Linked DNA regions of Danio rerio: region 2 is linked to region 1. The links are chromatin contacts, called in public Hi-C maps. All regions are on one chromosome and are shown on one strand. Each heading gives the region's core, a stretch centred on a gene start, on an enhancer-like site or on the middle of the called end of the contact. The rest is flanking DNA. Distances are from core to core; before and after follow the strand shown.

Evidence for each region. Hi-C and Micro-C count contacts between places; a contact is called where the count stands out from the background.
Region 2: a contact with region 1 is called in a Hi-C map of embryo, with 2.7 times the contacts expected there. The contact joins the enhancer-like site here to the promoter of ptk2aa in region 1. A contact is called at or near these places in 4 of 18 Hi-C or Micro-C datasets (caudal fin, embryo, hematopoietic stem cells and 1 more) and 2 of 4 datasets of contacts at active chromatin or transcription factors (embryo and gastrula embryo).

What each region holds. Positions count from the first base shown.
Region 1 is chr19:2,100,258-2,104,677 of GRCz12tu, forward strand. ptk2aa (protein tyrosine kinase 2aa) reads left to right here and starts at 3,103. Exons shown (of 33, transcript NM_198819.1): 1 at 3,103-3,209.
Region 2 is chr19:2,164,979-2,170,038 of GRCz12tu, forward strand. It overlaps ptk2aa (protein tyrosine kinase 2aa), which reads left to right. Exons shown (of 33, transcript NM_198819.1): 10 at 428-505; 11 at 1,294-1,401; 12 at 3,501-3,618; 13 at 3,827-3,857. Among named protein-coding and RNA genes, the nearest start is that of rplp1, 49 kb to the right of the region's middle. Within about 2 kb of position 3,468, at least 5 of the 62 cell types and tissues checked have an H3K27ac peak or open chromatin away from gene starts, as enhancers often do.

The DNA.
Region 1 (4,420 bases), core at 1,853-4,352:
TTTGTAGAATGCTGGAAAACTGTAACCATTGACTTTCATAGTATTTATTTTTCCTACCAGCTTTCTTAATTGTATAAAGCACTTTTAAATGGCTTTTTAAAAACAAATGTTCTGGTTTACTGATCTTCATGGTAAGAAACACAAATGTTCTCTTGTTTAGTAATCCGTGTGGAAAGAAATACAAATGTTCTCTGGTTTAGTAACCCGCATGGTAAGAAACACAAATGTTCTCTGGTTTAGTGATTCACATGGAAAGAAACAGAAATGTTCCCTGGTTTAGTGATCCACATGGAAAGAAACACAAATGTTCTCTGGTTTAGTAACCCGCATGGTAAGAAACACAAATGTTCTCTGGTTTAGTGATCCGCAAGGAAAGAAATACAAATGTTCTCTGGTTTAATGATCCAGATGGAAAGAAACAAAAATGTTCTCTGGTTTAGTTATCCACATGGAAAGAAACAGAAATGTTCTCTGGTTTAGTTATCCACATGGAAAGAAGCACAAATGTGCTCTGGTTTAGTGATCCGCATGGAAAGAAACAGAAATGTTCCCTGGTTTAGTGATCTGCATGGAAAGAAACAGAAATGTTCTCTGGTTTAGTGATCTGCATGGAAAGAAACAGAAATGTTCTCTGGTTTAGTGATCTGCATGGAAAGAAACAGAAATGTTCTCTGGTTTAGTTATCCACATGGAAAGGTCCTAATGCATAATTCTCCATCTAATATCATTATCTCACTTCTTTAAAATCACTTTTTGTGTGTATATTCAACAGAAGAAAATCTCATAACAGTTTGAAACGAGTAAATGATGACAGAATTTTTGTTTTCGAGTGGACTTCACTCGATCACTTTAGGAAGTAATCAAATTTTTGAATAAAGTGTTGTTAAAAATCCAAACAGCAACATGTGCCGTAACATAAATTGTTACCTCACCCCCTGTGGTCGGCAAACGTATATTTTAGCACATTTCTATGATCACCGGATAAAAGGAGCTTCAAATACTATAATTTTGATCATACATATAAGACAAACACAGATCTGAAAACTGCCTATGTTTATCTGTATAAATTCATAATTACAACAAAACAATATGTTGTTGTAAAATTAGTAACATCATCATGACTGACAAATGCGTTGGGGAAAAAAGCGCTGAATATCTGCAAATATTTGCTTCACAAACATGAGAGAAATAAAGCGTAAAGTCTGAATTGTGCACTTTTAGATGAGAGAAATGTTCTCTGGCTTAGTAATCCAAATAGAAACAAAATGCAGAATTCTCCATCTTCGCTTATTATCGCATTTCTGTAAAATATCTTCTTTTGTGTTCAACAGAATCTCACAAAGGTTTGAAATAGGTAAAGAGTGAGTAAATGACCACAGCATTTTCAGTTTTGAGCGAACTACCCCTTTAAGAATGAATCGAACTGCTGAATGAAGTGATTTTGAATATCCAAGCCGCAAATAAAATATATATTATGTGCCATAACATACATTATTAATTAACACATTGGGGTAGCCTATTACTGATTTAGCATCAGAGAATTTCCAGAGATGTTGTGACAATGAATCGCAGAGAACAGCTGCTCTGTTCGTTGCTTCTGAATGGTCTCTTCTTGAGCAATGTGCTCTCTCAGATGGACACTGAGACCTATAGAGAGCACAACACAAATGTCCACTGTTGAACTCATCAAGGCTTTCATAGTTGCTCTATTGTATCCGAGCATGTTTGCTCGAATCGTTTTGAATCGATTCCTCAAAACGATTCGTTTAAATCACTCTGGAAAACAGTTGGAAGTTGTAAAGAACCACTGTGCTGGAATGTAGCAATACTGGGATTCATTCATGCTAATTTATTACTGATAATAAGAATGTGTAACTAACTAATGTCTATATCTTGAAATGATTCAATTAAAATGTTTCAGAAATCTTTTTCAATTTGCTCAGAGTTTTGATTGTGGCTTGTAAAGTGGGGAGGTGGGACAATAACAACACTGCTATTGTAATTATTAATGATTTATTAAATATTTTAATAATTAGTTGAATTTATTTAGTCTTTTCTAAGGATTATTGGTTGCCAGAACACTTTTGGGAACTCTTTCTGGTTCCCACACCATCCCAGAGTTCTGCTAGTTATCTATAGAGAACTTAATATAGTCTACATTAATAAAAAGTATTCTCTAGGTAATGAGAACGCTCTTGGAACCTAATTGCAACGTTCTGGAAAGGTTAGTTTTTGGTTCCCTAAGAAGAATCTTCAGTGAATGTTTTAATTTGATTGGCAGAAAATGTCATATGGGAATCAAACAATCTAAAAATATATCTGTTTATTAACAGTTTCTGTATTTTGTGATTCACTTAATTGTGTTTCTGCGTTGGACGTGAATTTGATTAGAACTACAAACGTGGGTAAAAACTGTAAACAAACTACAAACATGGCGGACACACTAGACAAACCGTTAAGTGGTAAAATTGTTTGAACGACTAATTCATTCATAGCTAGCCAACTGGAAAATATAATCACGCTTTTTCAATTTACAGTTCATCTGCAACAACAATGTGAACTTATAAAGACGTGTTTGGACATTAACTTTTTAAAAAGGCTAATAATTAGGCTATGGGAAGACCTGAGGAGATTTCTCTGAAAGACTTGCGAGTGGTAGATTAACTCTCTGCTGCTGAATCTTCAATAAGGTAAGACTGAAACTAACATCTAAATATTTATTTTAATTTCATAGGACCTTTAAATTCGATGGAAGTGTGGATGATGTGTCAGATGATTGACAAGGCGTGTAACTAAGCAACATAACGGTCCCGTTAATGAGGTAGTAGCATGCCCCAAAGCTTTCATAGTCAAAACTGTGCACTTTTTCGTAACATAACACTTAATAATACTTTTTTGACGAAGTAGGTGATTTGGGGCTCAGCACATCCCTTTAACCGTTCAAGCGAACCGACTCTCTAAACGACTCGGACAGGCGCCAGTGGCCAGCGTCAGCTCCAGCGGCGTTCATTCACTCGGGACTGGGAGGAGTGTGTGTGCGTTATGTGTGTGTGGCTGGATGGAGCTGGAGTGGGCTGGGTTCTGCCCGTCAGCCATGTTGGAATGAGAGGGAATGAAAAGCTGGAATGAGGGAAAATCGACAGGAAAGGACAGGAAAAGCGGCTTCAGGAATATCACAACGCGCGACGGGCGGATCACTCGATAAACCAGTGAGTAGAGCTCATTTCTGCCTTCGCACGACCGTTAGAAGGGGAAAACTGTCAATGTGAACAGCAAATATGGGGATTCCGGTGCTGAATCAACCCTGCCATGCGTTCAGGAGGAATCTGATGGGTTTGAATCCGATATGCTCGGTAATCGTGACGCGCGTTCACGCTTCCTATTCATTGGATCAAACCAAGCTTTTATATCGACTTTCTGCTGTTTATCTTGACGTCAGATTCAAAAGTTTATGCCACAATACTCGACTGTAAACCAATTGTCGTGGGCTGTACACAAAGTTTGTGTCTGTCAACTGTTCGACAGCAGGACTTGATGACAGTTTGTGTTATTGTACAGTGTTTTAGCCAGTGAAAGTATACAAAAACAAACACAGCATACAAATGAAATAGCTTAAGCAATAGTGAAATACAAAGTTTAAGCAGTCAGTTTTTATGACATATAATCAGATATACTTAGTTTGAGTAACACTGAAGAGAGAATGGCTTGAGTTTTATTAAATAGACAAAATATGTACCATAATTTATGAGTATCTGCCACAGTAATACAGGGATTTTAGTAGATGTGCCTTATTTTTATTAAACTGACAACATATTTACCATGCTTTTTGGGCTTATTCAACAAAAGGATATATTTTTATAGTTTTCAAAATTGTTTAGTTGTTTTTATACCCAAGTTATTTGCATTATACTTGTAATATGTGAGCATATTTACTGTACAAAACTTATCAGCGAACTCTGAGGACTAAAATATGAAATAAATGAATAAAACAATCGTTCATTAATTGTAATCGAGTTAAAATGTTCCATTAATTGAGATTTAGATTTTAGCCCAAATCGTCCAGCCCCACTTTACCCTAATTACCCTTGTTAAGCCTTTTCAATATCACTTTAAGCTGAATACTAGTATCCTGAAGAATATCCAGTCAAATATTATCAACTAAGATCATGGGCGAAAAGAAATCGGTTATTAAAAATGAGTTATTAAAACTATTATGTTTGGGAATGTGCTGAAAAAAATCTTCCATCCGTTAAACAGAAATTGAGGAATAAAAATATACAGTAGGGCGAATAATTCATACTTCAACTGTATGTCTAGCGTATAATACATTTTTAAAATATACAGTATGATGTACAGTACCACAGATCAGTTAGTCGTCATCAAGGTGCGATTTACAGGGGGGTTTGCGTGGGTCAGACCC
Region 2 (5,060 bases), core at 2,218-4,717, 65 kb after region 1:
ATTTGGTGTAAGGAAATGAATGCTTTTATTTAGCAGGGGTGCGTTAAATTGATCCAAAGTGAAAGAAAAGACATTTCTGTTTAAAATAGTGAATAAATAACTTTCTATTTATTAAAAAAAAAATAAAAAAATGTATTACATTTTCCACCAAAATGTGAAGCAACTGAAATAATTAAATGTCAATAAATCTTCATTTGTATTCATCATTATTATTATTTTTTTTACAAAAAATGTCAAATAATATTACAATTTTACATACATTAGTAATATTACTGTATTTTTGATCAAATGACAGCTTTGTTCATTTTAAAATTAAAATAACTCTATATTTATATCATTAAATGTTCAATTATTTACATTTTAATTGAATTATTTGTTTAAAATATTGGTAATCATGTTTAACTTTCTCTCTTTGTTTCTGTTTCAGTCGAGTTGGGTCATCTCAGTGGATCTTGCGATTGGTCCAGAAGAGGGCATCAGTTACCTGACAGACAAGGGCTCCACGGTAATATTAATAATAATTATTCTTTCTATTCATATAGCGCTTTTCTGGACACTCAAAGCACTTTACACATTCGGGGTAGATCTCCTCAGAAACCACCACCAGTGTGCAGCATCCCCCTGGATGCCAGGGTTAAACCCCTACCCTTTTTCCAAGGACATCCTAGGATTTTTAACATCCACAAAGAGTCAGGACCTCGAATTAACAGCGCTCACTGAGCAGTATAAAGTCCTCTTCACTATACTGGGACGTTAGGTCCTACACAGACCGCAGCTTGAGCGCCTCCTGCTGGTCTCACTAACACTACTTTAAGCAGCAACCTAGCTTTAACATGTGGTCTCCTATCCAGATACTGACCATGCTTGGCTTCAGTGGGCGACCAAGTGAGAGCTGCAGAGAGCTAGCTGCCAGTAACCTTATTACCTCCATCTCCATAACAATAACCAACGAGTTCCATCTATTTATCTTAATCTGAGTTATTTCTGTTTGTTTATTAGTTCTATTTATGAGTAGCTCCGCCCACAGTCAAATCCTATTGGTCCTGCTATTAAAAACGAAAGTTGTGAGTGGCTCTAACTCTTATAAATCAGTCATCAATGAGGTCTGAGCTGAGTTTGCTCCTCTAATAATGATTCAGTTCAGCTCAATAGGAACATCATTGTTTAAAGACGTGATTGACTGCAGGGCTGATGCTTTCACAGGAAATGTTGAGGCTCAGCAGTCTGATGTTTGTGAGAGGGAATTTCTTCATGTTTTCTGTGCCGTCTGAGCGCATGTTTCTCTGCTTTTAGCCCACACACCTGGCCAACTTGACTCAGGTGCAGAGCATCCATTACTCCTGCGTGGAGGAGAAGGAGAGGAAGGGTGTGTTACAGCTGGACGTGGCTGGAGCCGCAGAGGTAAAACACACACAGATGTGAAGCGCTGATGTTTTGATGTCTGCTGGAAGTGTTTAGATTGTGATCTGTGACTCAGGAGGCTGTATATCCAGCTCTGCAGGCTGTCATTTCAGTCTGTCACTGTTATTTTGGGTCTTGGCATCCTCATCTGTACTTTGTCAGTGTTTTTCTCTCTTTCTGACTGTCTGTCTGTCCTCCGGGAGGCATCTTTACACAGGTTTAGAGAATCTGGTGGATTTCTTAGGCTGATTTAGTCAGTGTCGTGTTATTGTTTAATAAAACTAAGATATTAAAAACGAGTTGGAGTATAACAGAAAAAATATATGTAAGACATATTACTAGATTACTAGTTACTAATATATTAGATATACTATATTACATATACTATACAGACTAAATGTACCATATTTTTACTAAATGCACTATATAGATATGGTATATATGCTAAACTGAAAAAATAAAGCTGATTATGAAGATTGTCATTTGTAAATAGAAATAAAATTAGTAAAAGTGGCTGATTTTAAGAATAATCAAATGTAAATAAATATTAAAATCGCTAGTTAATAAATTGGAAAAATATATATAAATTAGAAATGTTGCCTAGGCAACCAAATAAATTTTCTGAGATAATTTGTGGGCGTGTCTAAGATCACTTCTGGGCGTGTCTGATATTTTGTATGTGTGCCAGATAATTTGTGGGCGTATCTGACATAATTGTGGGTGTGTTTGTGAATTTGTTGTGGGTGTGTTTGTGAATTTGTGGGTGTACATTAGATAATCTGTGGGCGTATCTGTGGGCGTCGGCAGTTTGTGGGCGTGTCTGAGATAACTTGTGAATGTCTTAGTTTGTTTTTTATTTTTAATATAATTGTCTTTATCTTTATCTTTAATATAATTATCTTTTGTGGGCATGTCTGGGTTAATTTGTGGGCGTGTCTGAGATGATTTGTGGGCGTATATAAAATAATTGTGGGTGTAAAGGAGAATTTTTGGAGGCGTACCTAAAGAAAATGTGGGCATATTTGAGAATTTTTGGGTCTATATTAAATAATCTGTCGACGAATCTAAATTTAATTTGTGGGCGTATATGAAATCATTTGTCATGTTTGAGTTAATTCACGGATGTCTTAATTCTTGGTCTGTCTTATATCGCTTGTGGGCGTGTCTGAGATAATTTGTGGGTGTGTCTGAGATCATTTGTGGGTGTGTCTGAGATCATTTGTGGTTGTTTATGAGATCATTTGTGGGTGTGTCTGAGATCATTTGTGGGTGTGTCTGAGATCATTTGTGGGTGTGTGAGAATTTGTGGTCATGTCTGAGGTAATTTGTGGGCGTGTCTAATATAATTTGTGGGTGTGTCTGAGATAATTTGTGGGTGTGTCTGAGATAATTTGTGGACGTCTCTGAGATAATTTGTGGGCGTGTATAAAATAATATGTGGGCGTGTCTGAGTTAATTTGTGGGCGTGTATGAGATAATTTAATGGTGTGTCTGAGATAAGGGGTGGTTATGTCTGAGATAATTTGTGGGCGTGTCTGAGATTATTTGTGGTCGTGTCTAAAGTAATTTGTGGGTGTGTTTGAGATAAATTGTGGGCTTGTATGAGATAATTTGTGGGCGTGTATGTAATAATTTGTGGGTGTGTATGAGATAATTTGTGGCCGTGTATGAGATAATTTGTAGGTGTGTCTGAGATAATTTGTGGGCGTGTCTGAGATAATTTGTGGGCCTGTATGAGATCATTTGTAGGTGTGTCTGAGATCATTTTTGGGCATGTCTGAAATAATTTGTGGGCGTGTATGAGATCATTTGTGGATGTCTTATATTGTTTGTGGGTGTGTCTTATATAATTTGTGGGCGTGTCTTATATAGTTTGTGGGTGTGCCTAATGTCATTTGTGGGTGTGTCAGATAATTTGTGGGCGTGTCTGATATTTATGAGGATGTCTGAAATCATTTAAGACCCTTTTTCAGCCTTGTGGGTGTGTCTCCAGTGTGTGTGTGTGTGGTCAGTGCAGCTGGTCTGTGTTGTATCTTGACCTCATCATGAGGCTGCTGTGTGTGATAAAGGCTCATTGTGAGTGTGTTTGCTTCTCGCAGCCTCTCACGATCAGCACGCCGTCTTTCTCCACCGCCGAGAACATGGCCGACCTCATCGACGGATACTGTCGCCTGCTCAATGCCGTCAACCAGTCCTTCATCATCAGACCTCAGAAAGGTACACACTGATGCATTGTGGGATGTCTGGAGCCTGTACGCTATGAATGGGATGCATTGAGTAGGGAATCTCAATACAAATAGAAAGTGTAGAACTTTCTATAAATAGAAACTGTAGTGAGATATGAAGCGCAGTTGTTGGTGTTTGGGTGTGTCGTGTTTCTCTGTTTGATTTATACACTGATGTTGTATGTGTTTCTGGTCTACAGATGGTGAAAGAGCTCTTCCATCCATTCCAAAGTAAGTCATAAATCCAGAGCGCTGAGCTGTTTAATAAACTGACGTCAGGCTGGAGATTCATACGGTCTCACAGTGAAGCTTCAGTGCATCCAAAACAACCCTAAACTACAGGCAGTACAGCTGGAGGGTATTGCCGATAGTCACTCAATATTTGGTTAATACTTCAATTTTTATTGCAGAGAAGTTTCCAAAAGAGCATCATTAGACTTATTTAAAAATCTAAAGTCTGGAGACAAAAATGTGTATATTATTTTTATTATAAAATGCTGAATTATATTTTGCATTGCATATATGTAATATTTTATCATCTTTACAAATATGTGTACATATAGACTTTTAAAAAATATTGTAATATTATAAAGTTAGTTTTCATTGATATTATTATTGATAATTATATTATTTTATTTTTACTATTATTATTATTATAAATGCAGAGTTTTTTGCATTGCATATATGTATTTTTTTATAATATTTTAAAATATGTAAACATAAAAATTTTGTGATATTATAAAAAAGTATTGTTTTTATGACTATTATGGTTATTTTATTATGAATGATGATAATCATATCATTATTCTAAAATGCAGATTTAGAATTTATTTAATTTGCATTGCATATGTAATATATCTTATTTATTATATAACATTTCAAATATATTGTAGAAATATTATTTAGTGTTTTATTATCATTATTATTATTAATATTGTTAAAGCTGATTTATATTGTCTTTATATAAAATTTTATAATATTCTATTTATAATATAAAAACATTTAAAATATTGTAATATTATAAAAAAGCGTATTATTATCATGATTAATTATTATGAATCATAATAATAATATTGTGAAATGCAAATTTCTATTTTGTATTGCATATATATTTTAAAAATATAACATTTAAAAAATATTGTAATATAAAAATCTTTAGTGTTTTATTATTATTATTATTTATTATTATTATTATTATTATAATATGCTGATATATATATTTTTTATTGCATTTATATAATATTTTATCATATTTAAAAAAATAAACATTCTTAAATTATAGTAATATATTCTTTGTCACCCAGTTCTACTTGTGGGCCTATAATATACATATGCTAAATGTTTTTAATTATACATTACATAATTCAGTATAAATTTGATTATTAATTTTGTTTTCACCTTCTGCCAAATGCACATTTTAAGATTTTAATCTTC